3 separate regions of the Sus scrofa genome follow, and all the other regions are linked to region 3. A link is a contact called in public Hi-C and HiChIP or PLAC-seq data. All regions are on one chromosome and are shown on one strand. The core of a region is the stretch at or near the end of the contact, and the rest is flanking DNA. Distances in the headings are between cores, read along the strand shown. Region 1 has its middle 140 kb from the start of KIAA0368. Region 2 overlaps LOC102160537 (a long non-coding RNA gene). Region 3 overlaps LOC110256901 (a long non-coding RNA gene).

Evidence for each region. A called contact is a pair of places that touch in the nucleus more often than the background predicts. HiChIP or PLAC-seq counts read pairs in DNA pulled down with a chosen protein or histone mark.
Region 1: a contact with region 3 is called in a Hi-C map of skeletal muscle, with 2.6 times the contacts expected there. The contact joins two enhancer-like sites. A contact is called at or near these places in 4 of 47 Hi-C or Micro-C datasets (alveolar macrophages, embryonic fibroblasts, mesenteric adipose tissue and 1 more).
Region 2: a contact with region 3 is called in an H3K27ac HiChIP or PLAC-seq map of skeletal muscle. The contact joins two enhancer-like sites. A contact is called at or near these places in 1 of 47 Hi-C or Micro-C datasets (embryonic fibroblasts) and 1 of 2 datasets of contacts at active chromatin or transcription factors (skeletal muscle).

What each region holds. Positions count from the first base shown.
Region 1 is chr1:252,184,403-252,187,842 of Sscrofa11.1, forward strand. No RefSeq gene overlaps it. Among named protein-coding and RNA genes, the nearest start is that of KIAA0368, 140 kb to the right of the region's middle. Within about 2 kb of position 1,484, at least 13 of the 83 cell types and tissues checked have an H3K27ac peak or open chromatin away from gene starts, as enhancers often do. A contact at or near this core is called in skeletal muscle, where this site is marked.
Region 2 is chr1:252,071,249-252,074,611 of Sscrofa11.1, forward strand. All of the region lies in intron 1 of LOC102160537 (a long non-coding RNA gene), which reads right to left. Among named protein-coding and RNA genes, the nearest start is that of LPAR1, 95 kb to the left of the region's middle. Within about 2 kb of position 1,518, at least 17 of the 83 cell types and tissues checked have an H3K27ac peak or open chromatin away from gene starts, as enhancers often do. A contact at or near this core is called in skeletal muscle, where this site is marked.
Region 3 is chr1:251,775,354-251,778,787 of Sscrofa11.1, forward strand. All of the region lies in intron 1 of LOC110256901 (a long non-coding RNA gene), which reads right to left. Among named protein-coding and RNA genes, the nearest start is that of MUSK, 130 kb to the left of the region's middle. Within about 2 kb of position 1,433, at least 7 of the 83 cell types and tissues checked have an H3K27ac peak or open chromatin away from gene starts, as enhancers often do. A contact at or near this core is called in skeletal muscle, where this site is marked.

The sequences.
Region 1 (3,440 bases), core at 234-2,733, 410 kb after region 3:
TTTTTTTTTTTTTTTTTTTTTTTTGTCTTTTCAGGGTCGCACCCACAGCATATGGAGATTCCCAGGCTAGGGGTCTAATCAGAGCTGTAGCTGCCAGCCTACACCACAGCCACAGCAACACCAGATCCGAGCCGCATCTGCAACCTACACCACAGCTCACTGCAACACTGGATCCTTAACCCACTGAGCGAGGCCAGGGATCAAACCCTCAATCTCATGGTTCCTAGTCGGATTCGTTTCTGCTGCGCCACAAGGGGAACTCCAGTAAATGCTTTTTAATGGAAATCATTGAAAGCACATCTTTCCTAAAATATTTGTAAACTGATATAACTATATTAAGTGTTGATGGGAGAAAAAAAAAGACTTATGCCTGATTCTATTAACACGCACACAAAAATGTTTTAAATTAAGACCCTTCTGGAGTTCCCATCATGGCGCAGCGGAAATGAATCCGACTAGGAACCATGAGATTGAGGGTTCGATCCCTGGCCTCGCTCAGAAGGTTAAGGATCCAGCATTGCCACAAGCTGTGGTGTAGGTTGCAGACACGGCTCGGATCCTGCCTTGCTGTGGCTATGGCATAGGCCAGCATCTGCTCTGATTAGACCCCTAGCCTGGGAAACTCCATATACCACAGGTGTGGCCCTGAAAAGGCAAAAAAAAAAAAAATTTGAGTCTTCTGAGATTGGCTTGAATAATATTGAAAACAATTTAAATGGGCACATAACTACTCTATCTCTTACCAATGAGAAAACTCAAATCACCCTAACCCACTCTTTCATTCACTGCAATGTATATCATGATACTGCTCAAATATTTGTGGCTTATTTTAACCCAAATCTGTACACTGAATTCTCTGCTGAATGGATTTGGGCTTTTAGTTTTACTTCTCGGTATCTAGTTTAAAAGGAAAAAGCACTCAACATTCTAGCAGCAGCAAACTTGAGAGAAATAGCATGAGGGACTTAGAATATGAATTCTTTTTCAGTCCCCAAAGGGACGCTGTTTCACCAAGACCCAGGTCAGAGGGCTGGGCACCGCTGGGGCAGGTCACATGGCTGATCTGGGGTGAACTTGTTTTGTGAAGAAACAGATGATTTCTAGCTCTAAGGCTGCTGTTCCTGTAACTTTTTAGCAACAGTTAAATCCATTCCAAAATGACAAGTAAAAGAAAAGAACATTCTGAATAAAGTGCAGATGAATGGAGTTTTCCCCTGCCTCCCTGGGAATATTATGAGCATCTTACAAAGGCAGTCATATCCTGTTTCTTTCTCTGGTTGCTACAACTGTGGTTTGTATACTGGCTGTATCGCTAATGTGAATTTCTAACCCAAAAAATGTCAAAAGAAAAAAAAATTGTACTCCTTCACAAGTATGCATTTTTCTTCCTTAACTTTCAACAAGCACTGTTCTAAGTCATTGTTATTTTTTCTACACTGGAAGCAAATAGCCACATCTTTTTCATATCCTACTGCTAGCACAGAAGGTGAAATACTGACATCAATGAAAGGAGTTGCAAGTTCAGCATTAATAGAAACCAGGCAAACACTATTGGGCTATTTATAACTCAACAGTGCCCCCTAGTGTGCCTATAAAAATTAGCATGAGCCCAAGATTCAAAATAAATCGAGTTGAAAAAAGCCAATCAAAAGACATTCACAGGAGTCCTCTGGTGGCCTAGCAGTTAAGGACCCGGTGTTGTCACTGCTGTGGCTCAGGTCACTGCTGTGGCTGGGTTCAATCCCTAACCCGGGAACTTTTTGTGGCAAAAAAAAAAAAAAAAAAAAAAAGTCAATAAATTTATCTTGTCAAACAATCAAGGCATTTGCCTTTTCAGGTGAAACTAATTATTTCAACAAGAGACATAGGTTACTTTCAACTAACAATAGGGCATTAAGAAGATCAGATTCAGGTAGAAAGAGCATCAAAACACATGGAAAGAGATAATCCAAAATACAAATATGCATTTTGAAAGGAGACAGAAGAAGGAGGAGAAACAGACCCTTCCTGCTGGACGCAACTGATGTCCTAAGAGGGAACATCCATCCTGCAGTCCCACGCTCAGATCTTTATTCTCTGCTAGAGTTCTTATCCCTCTGTATTTGAATACTATTTTTTTTTCATCTTTTGCCATTTCTTGGGCTGCTCCCACAGCATATGGAGGCTCCCAGGCTAGGGGTCGAATCGGAGCTGTAGCCACCGGCCTACGCCAGAGACACAGCAAGGGATCCGAGCCTCGTCTGCGATCTACACCACAGCTCACAGCAACGCTGGATCCCTAACCCACTGAGCAAGGCCAGGGGTCGAACCCGAAACCTCATGGTTCCTAGTCGGATTCGTTAACCACTGAGCCACGACGGGAACTCCTGAATACTATTATCTTTAACATTCCTTTCACCATTTAGAGGAAATCTTCCTTGGCTGGTACTCTATCTCAATGTCCTCAAAAATGACATGCCATGCCAATAAAGCTTCACCAGGAGTTCTTGTCATGGCTCAGCAGTTAACAAACCCCACTAGTACCCATGAGGAGGCGGGTTCGATCCCCAGCCTCACTCAGTGGGATAAGGATCCAGCATTGCAGTGAGCTATGGGTGTAGGCCGCAAATGCGGCTCAGATCCTGCGTTGCTGTGCCTGTGGCGTAAGCTGGCAGCTACAGCTCCAATTCGACCCCTAGCCTGGGGACCTGCATATGCCATGGGTGCAGCCCTAAAGAGACAAAAATAAATAAATAGATAAAAGCTTCATCATGTCCACTCTATGGAAAAAGATCAATAGAACCTAAATTATTTGCGAAAAGAAATCTAGGCCTGATAGAATATGGAAAAACTCTCACAGTGACACACCAGTTGTAAATTAATATCAAAACCCACTGTATAATTTTCACTGTAGGCAATTCCCCTGAAGTTGACTATTTAGCAGATTTGATGTTTTCAAAAGGTTTGATTTTTTCACAAGTATTCCTTCCACGCACTGCTTCGGAAATACATTTTAATGAAGTCAGTCTCATTTGACTATTACATTCATCATTCTGTTCTCCAAAACAAGGGAGGGAGGGAGCAGGTAAGTACACCCATGTGTCTTCACAGAATTCTTACTTGTGTGTGTATATATGCCCTACATCATAAAACCACAAGGCATGATATTGAAAGACTTTTAGCAGTTTTCAGACTAACACGAGTTGTCTCTGACAACGGAGGTTAGTATGTAAAAAAGTTTACTAGGGAGTGCTCTGAGGTTAAACACCTGGGGAAGAGCAGAAGTTGGGGTGATACAATATCAAGAGAAGCCTTACCTGATTCTCCGAGGAGTTCCAAGAGCTGAATTATCCTTCAGAACCATCCTAACTTAGGGGTAAGAGGGCTGGACTTTTAGAACCTGCTATTGAGCAGTCATTGACTGTGATCACCTGGAAAGAGGCTCGGATCCCTTGCTGTGT
Region 2 (3,363 bases), core at 268-2,767, 300 kb after region 3:
GTCTCTCTCACATGAGGAACCTGCTTTCCCTTCCACTGAGAAAACAGAGGCAATTGAGAAAGATTTTGACATACCTCCCCCTTTGCATCTACCGACATCAAGCTTTGTGCGCCCTTACTCTCCCCATCTCTCTCGTGGCTCTGGGTAAACTCTTGGCCTCCGAGCTGTGGCCAAGCCTCAGCTACTACTTGTGTGGTAGATTTCATCCTTCTTGCCAACTCAAGAGCACTGCTTCGACAATGATTTCCTCTCTCCCCTGCATCTTCAATTTCCCTCTCTCGACTGAGCCGTTCACATCAGCGCACAAAAATGCTAGATCTTAAAATAAAACCTTCCCTTGACCCCACATCCCCCTTTGTCTCCCCATCCAGCTACCATAACCCGTCTCTGCCATCCTCTACTGCAAAACTTCTATAAAAGGTGGACTACGCGTGGCATCTCAAATCTCACTGGAATGCGTTTCTACCAGGTTCTCTTCCCAACCACTCCGCCGGAAACAGCTTCCATAAACATCCCCAAATCTACCCCATCACTCACACTCTCTCGTCTCCACATTCCTTGCGCCACCATCAGACACATCATATATGTACTTGTTTATTTGTTGCCTATCTCTCCCAATGAGGCTGTAGTTTCCATGAACCCTAGCCGTAAAGTTCAGAGCATTGCGTGGCACATAACAAGTATTCGGTAAATGTTGGTTAAATGCGTAGGTGAGATACATAAATTATCATGTGTAAGATCATGCAATTAATTTTTTAATTTTAAATTTTTTATGGCCGCACCGGCAGCATATGGAAGTTCCCAGGCTAGGGGTCAAATCGAACCTGCAGCTACAGATCTGTGCCACAGCCATAGCAACGCCGGATCCAGGCTGCATCTGTGCCCTACACCACAGCTCACCGCAACGCTGGATCCTTAACCTACTGAGCAAGGGCTCGGATTGAACCCACATCCTTACGGAGACTATTTGGGGTTTTTAACTCATTCGGCAGTAGCAGGAACTCCAGCCAGATGTACCTGACTTTAAAATCATGTACCCCATTACCTCAGCAGATGAAATCAGCACACTACGACATAAAGTTTCCTTGTCTTTTTATGCTCATTCTTTTATCATTTAAGTCATATCCATGAGCTTAGAAAGCACAATTATGAAAAACTAAATAGAAAATGCAAACTGTAAATTGGTTAAAAACAAGCAACCGTAGCAACATGATCTTTCTATTTCAGAAGAATGTGGCTACAAAGTAGATTAAAATAAAGTTACACACATAAAAATAAAAACAAGTAAAATCATGTACCCCAAGCTTCATGCTACCACCTGGGCTTCTGATGGGGTGATGGGAATAGCTGACCTGGTCATCAGTAAAGTAGGATCTATAAGCAAGAAGATTGGAGGCAGAGAGTGGTGAAATCATTCACTAGTTTGCAAAATAAGCATAACATTAGAGACACTGCCTGCTGACTCAGAGGTGAGTAATCTGGCAGTCAAGGATTTCTACTACACCATCCAGAATGAGAAAAGGAACAACCACAGCCTCTAAATGACCTAAGCAAATGTCACAAAGCCCAAGCTTACACACGAGGAGCTCAGCGGGCTCTCAGAGCCACAAGTTTAGGTCAGGTATTCCAACCACAGAAGCTCAAATGTAACCAGCTGTGAGGTATGGTAGGAGAGGGAAACACACCCCCACACATCGACACACACAATTTCCAAATGCCTTTCCAAGGACCTAAATGACCTAATGTGCTTCTATTCAGCCTTAGCACAGCCCTTCACACCACAGCACTGATTCTCCTCCTGCGCTTGAGTACAGGGTGCCATGAGACAGGAATTGTTTAGAACAATGATCTGAGGTCGAGAGGGTAAAATCTAAATTTTAGTATTCAGTATCTTTTTCTTAAGAAGACAGACAGATAACTCATATATTTTAGAAAGCTATCCATCGAATCTGGTTGTAAGTTTTTAAAGGCTGCATTTGAAGAGGTAAACATTTCTGGGGGGAAAAAAAATCTATTTGATGGAAGAGCTTAACCCCCAAGGATGCTGGATAAACAGGACATCAGTGTACTTCTCTGAAGAATTAAGAAAATCAGCACCTAGACTCGATTTTTACTTTTGCGTTTGACTCAGGCCAAAGGTATTTGAGAGGTCATTTGTACATCACGACTTTGGTATCAGGGAAGTCACATCAACAATCCAACACAAGGTAGTGTTCACTGGTCCAAGGAGTCAGAGATGACTTACTTTAGCAGTGCTGTGATCATTTAAAGAGAGAAAATAAAATAGTCTTATTTGTGGGTAACTAAGTATATATACACTTTTCAAGTAAGAGGTTGCTTTCGCTGAGATTAGCAGTATAATATTCTCAAAACTGGAAATAAACTAACAGTGCCAAAGGAAATTCCAATAACCAGGCTGTTAACCCTGCAGACCAGAAAGAGAGAAATAAGAGCTTAATATCAAAATTTTTCAAGTTTTTTTCCACCCTCATTAGTGCTTCTGGTCTCGGATTTCAGTGCTGGCATTGCCGATAGCGTATCGAAGCTTGTTTTTGTCACACATGGGAGGATTTATTTAACTCGAAAGTCCTTCCCAGTTCACGTGGGTTGAAACCATAACTAAATACCTTGTCACATGTTTCTTATTGTGGATAGCCATACCTAGCTTTCCAAACAGTAATTATTATTCCAGTGAACAGATTTCACCAGACTTTCAAAAGGTAGACTACAGACCTTGAGAAACCTAAAAACTTGTTTCTGATTTTTAATCAGCAAAAGACTGTGTCCAAAATTAAAACATGGAAAACAACTCATTCTCTGGAAAAGAGGAAAATAAAGCTTTCGAAAACCAATTGTCCCTTTTCTTTGAGCCAGATTCTGAGATGTAGAGTAAAAAGATATCACATGAGAAAAGAACACTCCTCTTCCTCCTTTACTCAATATTCCAAATATCATATGAGATACTTTAAAGGTAGAATTTTTCACTTTGGGGGAGAATGGAATGGTTTCTTAGACGTCACAAGGGATCATCACTCTGCATTCTGGCCAAGTCTTTTTTTTTTTTTTTTTTTAATGGCCAAACCCACAGCATGTGGAAGTTCCCAGGCCAGGGACTGAGTCTGAGTCACAATTTCAACTTACAATGTAGGTGCAGCAATGCCAGGCCCGGGGATCAAACCCTTGCCTCTGCCGCCACCCGAGCTGCTGCAGTTGGATTCTTAACCCACGACACCACAGCAAGAATTCCATGGGCAAATCTTTTTAAAGTCCTCTTTTACAATCTGGTATCCAAACATATAAAAATCAAGGCAATATGATAAAGGAGTTAAAAGACTATAGGCTCTCAAATCAGCAGACTTGAGT
Region 3 (3,434 bases), core at 183-2,682:
CTCAGCAAAGCTTGTGCTCAAGTAATACTTATTTTACCTAATAATGACCTCCATGGGCAAAAGTAATGGTGCCAGCAATTCAAATATGCCCAAGAGGGAGTTCCCGTCATGGCTCAGTGGTTAACGAATCTGACTAGGAACCATGAGGTTGCGGGTTCGATCTCTGGCCTTGCTCAGTGGGTTAAGGATCCGGCGTTGCCATGAGCTGTGGTGTAGGTCACAGATATGGCTCGGATCTGGCATTGCTGTGGCTGTGGTGTAGGCTGGTAGCTACAGCTCCAATTAGACCCCTAGCCTGGGAACATGCCATGGAAGCAGCCCCAGAAAAGGCAAAAAAAAGACAAAAAAAAAAAAAACAAAACAAAAACAAAAAAACAAATATGCCCAAGAGAAGCTGTAACATGCTCCCAGGGAGTGAAAAGATAAACGTTTTCAACCTGATAAGAAAAGGAAAAAGAAGTCATATGCTGCAGTTATGAAGAGCTGTGGTAAGAACAAATCTTGCATCTGTGAAATTGTGATAAAGGAAAAAGTTTGTGCTACTTTTGCTGTCTCACCTTAAACTGCAAAACTTGGGTGTTCCCATCTTGGCTCAGCGGAAACAAATCTGACTAGGAACCATGAAGTTACAGGTTCAATCCCTGGCCTCGATCAGTAGGTTAAGGATCGGACATTGCCATGAGCTGTGATGTAGGTCACAGACTCAGCTCAGATCTGATGTTGCTGTGGCTGTGGTGTAGGCTGGCAGCTGTAGCTCCAATTGGACCCCTGGCCTGGGAACCTCCATATGCTGTGGGTGTGGCCCTAAAAAGCAAAAACAAAAACAAAAAAAACCTGCAAAACTTATGGCTGAAGTGTATGATAAGTGTGAAAACAGAAAGGCATTAAATTTGTACAGTAAGCTATCTTGAGAGAGACCACATTCACATAAGTTTTATTACCATATATTGTTATATCTGTTCTATTTTATTATTGCTAATCTTTTACTGTGGCTAGTTTATAAACTAAACTGTATCATAGGTGTGTGGATAGAAAAAAAAAACATAGCATGTATAGGGTTTGGCACTATCCACAGTTTCAGGCACCCACTGGGGGTCTTGGGACATATCCTCTTGTAGATAAGGAGGGATTAGTCTATTTCAAAATTTTAACAACTGGGTCAGCCCCCCAGAGCAAACCATTGAGGAAGACTCTGATTAGGATAGCTATGGGATGTTTGATAGTGTTAAAATCCCATTAACTGGACAAACAGATCTTGTCTTGCATTTTTGAGTGGTCAGTAGTATCTTAGTGCCCCCAGATCATAACAATGCTGTTGTCAGAGCTCATATCCATGGTTATGTAAGAAGAGCTTGGCTGAGCTTGAACATCAAGTTCTCAGGCATTGCTTTGATTTATGGGATCAAAGTCATTTAAGGAAAAGATGAGATCACTTACACTTCTTAAAAACTTGCAGGACTCTCTGAGCTCCAACTCACATTTCTCTGAAGTCAATGAGCCACTACTTCTGCTTGGCAACAAAGAGCTGTCCTCTCTCATTTCCCAACGTCCCCCTCCTTTGCCAAGATAATCTTTCCCAGACAGGGGCATTCAGGAGAAATAGAAGTCTCCAGAAATGGGGAGCGGGGGGGCGGGGGGAATCCCACAGAAAAGGCCCTGGCAGTGCTTAGTTGAATGAATTCCACCTTTGGCTAGGAACCAGCAGCTGACACGCATATGAGCAGATTAGGAGAGAATGTGCACTGAAGAGTCCACCAAAACCAAAAAAAAAAAATTTAATTTTCAGGTTATGGAGAAGAAGGCTCATTGAAAGAATATGCCAGTTTATTTTCCATACAGAAATATCTGGCTAACTGCAAATGGCAAATTAACTACTAACCAGAATAATCAACATTATAAAACTTCACTTGTTTGGTTGAAAAAAAAGAAAGCCTGTTGGAGCCAATTTTTAAAGAGAGGGATGGTTTATTTCTTCACATGCCCTTTTACTGAACAGACAAGGCTAACTACTCACAGTCCCTTGGAAAAATCTATCAAGAATGAATGAGAAACATTTTTAATGACTTCAAATTTTTATATCCAGTGGCTTCAAGCATGCATAAAAATAGATTATTATCACTGTATTAAGTATCCTGTCTTATTTCTTAGAAATATCTTTCCCCATGCATGTGAATATTTAAGACATCAGCCCAGGCAATAATACAATGATTAAAACCATAAATAGGTTGGACATTAGTTAATGAACTTTTCCATTTTTAGAAAACCAGCAGCATTATCCAAAAGGGATAAAAAAGCTGCAAGTACAAAGCTTTTAACCCTGCCTCCTGCTGCCAATGGACTGTTGAACATTTGTAAACAGAAAGCAACTGTAGAAGAAGAAATGTTTTCTGATTAATGGGGGCAAGTCTTTCAGGAAATATCCAACTTGAAAGATTCTCGTTTCCCCGCCTAAAGCCAGACAAGTCATTGAACCTTCTCCCACCACGGCTTCAGGAAATTTTTACATGGCTTTTTTTTTCTCCCAGAACCATCAACATTATGGAACAGACAGAATTACAGCACCCCTACATTTCGTAGATAGCAAAAAGAATTCAAAAAAGCCAAAGTAATGGGAAAATTGATGAAATCACATGGTCAGAAATTTTCTTAAAGACTGAATTTTGGTCTGTTGGTCTGTCCCAAACCTTGATCTGTGAAAACATTCTGTTGTGTCTAAAATCAAGAGGTAACTAACATGATAAGTCCCATGTGACAGTGTGTTGAGGGAAGACCAGCCTAGCAGTGACGACACCAGGCTCAGTGTTTCACCAATAACCTAATGACAAGAATTGGTAACTAACAATAGAGATACATCATAGATAGGCATACAGAGAGAAAGGGGAGTGAGGAGTGGGCTTTGATGACTACAGTTATTAAACAAAAGTGCTATACCTTATTTCATAGTTTGGGATGACTCATTGTTTCATAAAATCCCAGGCTGAGTCACTTCATTGTTATAAGCCAAGAAAGATGAAATGAGAGACTCAGCTGGCTCACATCCTTACTATCCTAGGGCAGAGCCTGGCAGTCCCAAACCAGAATGTTGCCCCAACAGGCTCCATTTCCCATTCAGGTAGACCCTACATCCAAGCTGGTACAAAATCTCTGTTATAACACTTCCCTAACTCAAGAAGGAGCCATTAATTTATTTTGAGGATCATTGTGTAATAGAAAAAAAAAAGAGTTCTAAAAGTCACTTATCTCTATGTTGAAGTAGTACTTTTAGGCACTTTAGTCATAAAATGTCAAATATAGCTTACTGCTAAGCAAGTTGGAATGAAGCATACAACAAAGGTCAGACATCTGGGAGAAGATCAACAGAGTGGCAACACATAAATATTGAGCAAAAGCTGAGGACATGCTGAAGGCAAAAATGAAGAGTTCAGGGAGTTCCC